Regions from separate parts of the Zea mays genome. Here region 1 is linked to region 2. Evidence: chromatin contacts called from public Hi-C data. All regions are on one chromosome and are shown on one strand. Each heading gives the region's core, a stretch centred on a gene start, on an enhancer-like site or on the middle of the called end of the contact. The rest is flanking DNA. Distances are from core to core; before and after follow the strand shown.

Region 1 (2,935 bases), core at 57-2,556, 260 kb after region 2:
GAGCTCATGTTACGAGCTGTGCAACAACATCTTCTTCGGGCACAGCAACGAATGAAGAATCAGGCTGATAAGCGTCGGTCCGAACGCGAGTATCAAGTGGGCGATATGGTGTATTTGAAGCTGCAGCCTTATGTTCAGACATCTGTGGCTGTGCGTGCTAATCACAAACTTGTTTACAAGTACTTTGGTCCGTTCGAAATCTTGCAGCGCGTGGGGAACGTTGCTTACAAGTTGAAACTTCCTGAGTCGGCTGCAGTTCATCCTGTGTTTCACGTATCTCAGCTCAAGCCCTCTCTTCATCCCAGGCATTTGGTGAGCAGCTCTCTTCCTGTTGTTCCGGATGCAATACGTTTTCCGGTACAAGTCATCCAGCGACGTGTGATTGCTCGTGGAGGAGCTCAAGTGCCGCAGGTGCTGATAAGGTGGTCAGGTTGTGATGCTGCTCTTGACACTTGGGAAGATGAGTTCGACGTTCGTCGCCGGTTTCCTCGGGCAGCCGCTTGGGGACAAGCGGCAAATCAAGACCAGGGGAATGTCAGTATTCAGACTGACGAAGCTGACGATGGCGCCAAGAAGACTGATATTCAGAAGGCAAAGGAAGTAGTTCTGGGCCAACGTGTGCGACGGCCCAATGTTCGTTATCCTAAGGAGATGTGGTCCAGCTAGACGGCCCATGTGGTCGTTGTAACAGTAGCAGGATAAAGGCAATAGAATGTTTCAGAAACAGGAGAAAAAGGATAATAGAATCGTATTCCAGTCTTCTCTTCTGCCTCGTGTTTCTTCCTCTTCTACGTAGTCCTAGCTGTAGCAGCCGAAGGCGTGTAACATCCGCCGCCATGGCTCCAAGCTCCATCATCCAGATGGCGAAGAAGAAACACGTGGCACCCCAAGAACGACGAAGAAGAAACACGTAGCACGGAGCTGTTGAGATGACCTCGCCGAAGCCGCCGGCGAGCAGGCCGCCGACGGGATGCACCTGCAGAAGCAAGCCGACCACGACCGCATGGAGCCGGGATGGACATACTGCGGTAGGCGACTTTTGAGAAGTGTTGACGAAGCCAGCGTTGATGAACTTATCCTGCGAACCGAGGATGGAGAAATCCAAGATGCATCACTAGCACGGGTCCTGATTGTATTGCCTACGGATTCAATGTTAAAACAGATGAGTATCTTCCGATCACGACATGAACGACTTCGAGCTAGCTTGCCTTAGTTTACAAACAAAAGACAGTCCCGCCAAGCATTGTCGAATCGAAGCCACGAGCACAAAATATACACGCATCATCTGATCATCTCCCTCAGAATCAGAGCCGATTCGTCAGCACGAGGTTCATCAGCGGAAAAATAATCATCATCTCCGCAATTCTGCTTAAAGTCGACTGACTGAAGATTGCAGAGGATGCGAGTAGAGTAGTGCACCATTTTTATTTTGTCATCTTCAGACTTCAGTAACATAACAGAAGCGTCAGAGGACTGAGGTCTGAGCCTCTGAGGAGGGGGAGGGAGAGGGACAGAGCTACAGAGGATGCTACGCCTGCGGTTCCGGCCAGCTCCCCTGTCACTGAAGCTGGCCTTCACCGTCTCCCTCGCCGTCTCCTTCTCCGTCTCCTGCTGCGCCTCCTCCTCATACTCGTCCCGCACATCATCCAGATCGCCGCAGGCCGTAGCCGCGGACCTCCTCTCCGTGCTCGCCGGCCCTCGCGCCGCGGCGCGGGTACCGGCGGCGGAGGCCTCGCGGCTCCGCGCCTGCCTCCGGTTCCTCGCCCCGGCCAACCCCACGGCCCAAAAGGTCTCGTCTTGGAGCCGCGGAGGCCCCCGGAAGTTCCTCCTCGATGGTTGCGATGCGGGGGCGGCTGAGGCGGACGAGATGGTGATGTGGCCGCCGGCCCCGGTCTTGGACCTGGCGCGGCTGGCCGTTGACTCCGGAGGCGATCCCGGTGCCATCCACCGCGCGCTCGACCCAACAATGCTGCCGGTGAGTGTTTATGCTCCGCTCCGACTCCCCTTGTTACAAAGGGAAAATTAAAAGGTTTGGGTGAGGATGCAAAAATAATTATCTAGAGTGTAGCAAGAAATGATTTAGTTTCGCTTTGGGTTTAGTGATCAGAAGCTGGGGTTGGCCATGTTCTGACTGTTATGTTATGTTCTGGCTAACGGCTTTGGCTTTGCTTTCTCCTTATAGTTTCTAATATCATAAATTATGGTATCCTTGAGTTACATTTTATGACAATTTCAAGTAATTCGTTGGTGTACATACACACAACACTGGTCTAAGTCCTTGACACTAGGTTTTATGATCACGCATTAGGATTATTAGTAACCAGGACTGGACTATGGCTCTTTTTACTGCCTAATTAAATCGATCATTGCAATAGGTGCCAGATGTTGAGGGTTCCCAGAAGAATAAATGCCATCTCACAAGAACACCGTATGGGAGGCGCTTTGCCAATGAGGTCCTGATTTAGCTCAAATCATGTTTGAATTTCCTTATAATCGTGGGCTGGGCATTCTGTTCACGTGTTTTGCCCACTTTGTGTTGCTAACAGGAGATCAATTCATATTTTGCATTCTTGTTCGAATTGATTGTGGCACGGGCACCTTCGGTTGGATTAAATGTATCACTGAATCGCTATGATTTGTTCCATGGGCATCTTTTCCTTGCATCGGAGACAGGACGGCTTGGAATTCTGTAAGTGCCTTGAATACTTGCGTAGGCTTTGTTCCTGACTTTCTACTGTCAGATCTCCTTTCAGTAGAATACTGCAGAAGATGTACCTGGTTTAGATGTCTTTTGGGTAGCATTACAGTTTTTCTACTTTCATGTGCCAATCTAGAACTAAAACCTACATCAGCAAACTGAAGCTGGAAGATGGAGTTGCTTGTAGGGGAAAGGATGGAACTTGGATATTCTGTAAACTCTTATTAGTTGAGTTAA
Region 2 (3,063 bases), core at 284-2,783:
CAAGCGATGTGCCGCCTTAGCATTTAATATGCTCTGTCCACTTTGTTGACGGGCGGCGGCCAAACCATCCTGCAGGCGGCGTGCCCGTCCGCTCCGGTGGCAGACAGTACGCCCGTGCTGCGGCATACACTATGCTCATCATCACTCGTACATGGCCAGTGAAGCTTCCGCTGCACGCCGATACTACGCAGGATGCGGATATCAGGGCGCAAGGAGATTGCACTAGCGATCAACATTAGTTGTTCCAAGTATTTCATCTGTTATGTCCCTGGGCCCGCATGTCGGGGCTCAGCACCCTTGTACGTGCCCCTTCAGCTATAAAAGGGGAGGCACGCAACGTTACGACACAAGCATACTTAGACCCAACTCAGGCTCACAAGTTCATACAAGCTCTATACATCACACAGTGGAGTAGCGTGTTACGCTCCGGCGGCCCGAACCACTCTAAATCCTTGTGTGTTCTTGTGTTCATTCATCGCTTAGGAGACAAGCAAAACACTTAGGCCCCTCCTCATCTTAGGATTTAGGGCGGGTGCATTCCGCCATCCGACTGGAGAATTCCCTCTCGACAACACCTACTCATCTCCCTTTAGACGACTTTTAATAGCAACATGTCGAGCAAACCTAAACCCTAAATAATTTGGCAAAATATAAGCACATCTTTCGGTAGTGGAATGTACTCACTAGGACAGAGTGGAGTGTGCTTATAGGCGACGCTTGAAAAATCGGCCGCCGGAGATGGAGATGAGGATTTCTCCCTTTGGTGGATTCGAGCTCCGGTTTAGATCCGGTGAGTGGCCACCAAGATGCATGGATCCACTTGTCAGGTAAGTAAAATGAAGAGTGTCGATGAAGGCCACGACTTAATTGACCCATTTTATGTTGGGAACATATCTGGTGCAAACTAATATATCTGTGCAACCATGTAAACTTCTATTATGGGCCGCATGATATTGATCCAAGGGATGCAGGGCTGCAGGGACGTGGATAATTTTACACTTAACTGCCCGCTGCTAATCACACTTTTTCAAATCCCCTCCCACTCCTCCGCTCATTCCCTTGGATCAACATTATGTGGTTATATAAGGGGTTGATTTGCACGGTTATACAAGGGGTTGATTTACACTAGATATGTTTTCTTTTATGTTAGGGCATGTACAGTGGAGAGACACCAAAACGGTTCTCCAAGCACAGGAGACAACTAAGAGACTCTATTGTACAATGGAGTGTCTATAAACGTAGTCTATTAATAAATACAAAATTAAATGTATTTGTATAGCATCAGATCGATAGAACAGACGACAAATTTGTACAGTGGGAAGTGAGGCGTCTGTTGTTACTTGGTTTACGAGCCAGAGGCGTCTCTTCACGGAGAGACGGCTCTAAGATTATTTTACAAATAACCCCCTAAAACACCTTAAGAGCCCCCACATTAAACACCACTGTACATGCTCTTATCAGGTGGAAGAGCGGTGGTAGAGTAACTTATTTTGCCAATTTTGTCTAGCGACCGACAGGCAAGCGCAAGCTTCTACTGACTATGGGCCCAACCGACCACGAACTGCTACGGGCTCCGGCGGCGTGTCCACGTCGTCGCCCGCAGAAAAGAAGGCTGGTGGTCGCCGCTGCACGCGGCCCAGTCCACCCACGAGTACAAACAGCGGCAGCTCGCCTCCACGCGAGCCAAGCGCCCGCAAAACCCTAGCCCCGCCCGCCCCAAACCCTAGGCGGCTACGGTCTCCGATCCCGGGGTCACGTCCTAATGGCATCTTCGCCGGACTTGTTCCCCAACGTTACCTTCTCCGACGTCTCCGAAGCCGCAGCAGGGCCTGCGGCCGAGGGGGCCACCGCCGCGTTCGGTCTCGGCGCCGCCACTGGAGCCCCGCGCCTCAGCCTCGTGAAGGCCGAGGCGGAGCCCACGGTCGAGATCGACCTTGCCGACGCGCAGGTAACCGCTGTGATCTCGGTGAATGTGATTTTGGTTCGTGGCGAAGCGGGAGAGGTAGCGAGGCAGTGTGTACGCGCTGTAATGCCTCTGCGGCTCTGCCTGTGTTTTGGCTTTGATTTGGCGTGGTTCTGGGGAGGTGCCCGCTGCTTTCGTACCTTTTGGGGAGTCACGCGCTTGGGTTTTGCAGGTATTTAAGTTGGGACCGACGGAGTGGCTGTGTGTGTGCGACGAGTCGGAGGCTAAGGATGGCGTGGAAGAGGTAATTTGTTATTTTTCTGTTTGTGCCTGGTCGAATTGCTTGCGATGACTTTGTGGAACTACAGCTTGTGTAGGCGTGTAGCATGGCAAGAGTATAGCATGTTGCATTGCGTTGCATTGCATCCTGTTTACGAAAAATGTTTCCTTGGCATATTTCCTTCCAAGCTCGCCTTACATTCGTATAAATAATATTTAATGCTTGATGTCTTGTAAAGCTGGAGTACAATGATCGATGCTTCGAAATCTAGTTGAGTGTAACTTCAACCTGAGTGGCAATAATGGATCGTACTTTTTACCCACTGCCTACAAGGGATTTGTCCCATGCTTTGAATTTTCGCTGAAGCATGAATTCGTTTGTCTTTACACTGAATTTCTTGAAATAGAATGTAAAATAGCCCTAAATGGTTACTATATTCTGACATGACAAAAAGCTCCATGTTTCAAACTCTATTACCATGCTTGCTGACCTATTAACAACTTATATGCGAATTTGAAGATCATTCTCTGTCCTTGTACAATAAAACTTTCTTGTAGTACGTATTAAATGGCTACATGTTAACTCTCAGTTCTTTGAGGCAGAAGTCATTTTCAAGAGCAATTAAGGTTGTTCTTAGGACAGAAGCTGAGAGCAAAGCCTTCTCTTTAGCTTTTCAACGATGGCAACACCAAGTTATTAGTGGAAAAGCTGGTTTGTCCTTTCATGACCTGTTTCAGATAATTTCATCAGTACACTTTGTTGCACTGTTTATGAGTCATTACCTCATGTTAGTTTTAATAGACACACACATTTCATATTTATATTTCCCCTCGTATTTGTATCATAAAAGAGTGAAGCATTTGCTCTGAGCACTACTTAA

The links. Hi-C and Micro-C count contacts between places; a contact is called where the count stands out from the background.
Region 1: a Hi-C map of leaf shows a contact between it and region 2, with 2.8 times the contacts expected there. The contact joins the promoter of LOC100191351 here to the promoter of LOC100284501 in region 2. A contact is called at or near these places in 2 of 25 Hi-C or Micro-C datasets (leaf and tassel).

What each region holds. Positions count from the first base shown.
Region 1 is chr2:223,276,163-223,279,097 of Zm-B73-REFERENCE-NAM-5.0, forward strand. LOC100191351 reads left to right here and starts at 1,307. Exons shown (of 7, transcript NM_001136785.1): 1 at 1,307-1,975; 2 at 2,376-2,453; 3 at 2,547-2,689. The coding sequence starts at 1,526.
Region 2 is chr2:223,019,721-223,022,783 of Zm-B73-REFERENCE-NAM-5.0, forward strand. It overlaps LOC100284501 (histone-arginine methyltransferase CARM1), which reads left to right and starts at 1,534. Exons shown (of 15, transcript NM_001412942.1): 1 at 1,534-1,948; 2 at 2,136-2,207; 3 at 2,789-2,894. The coding sequence starts at 1,763.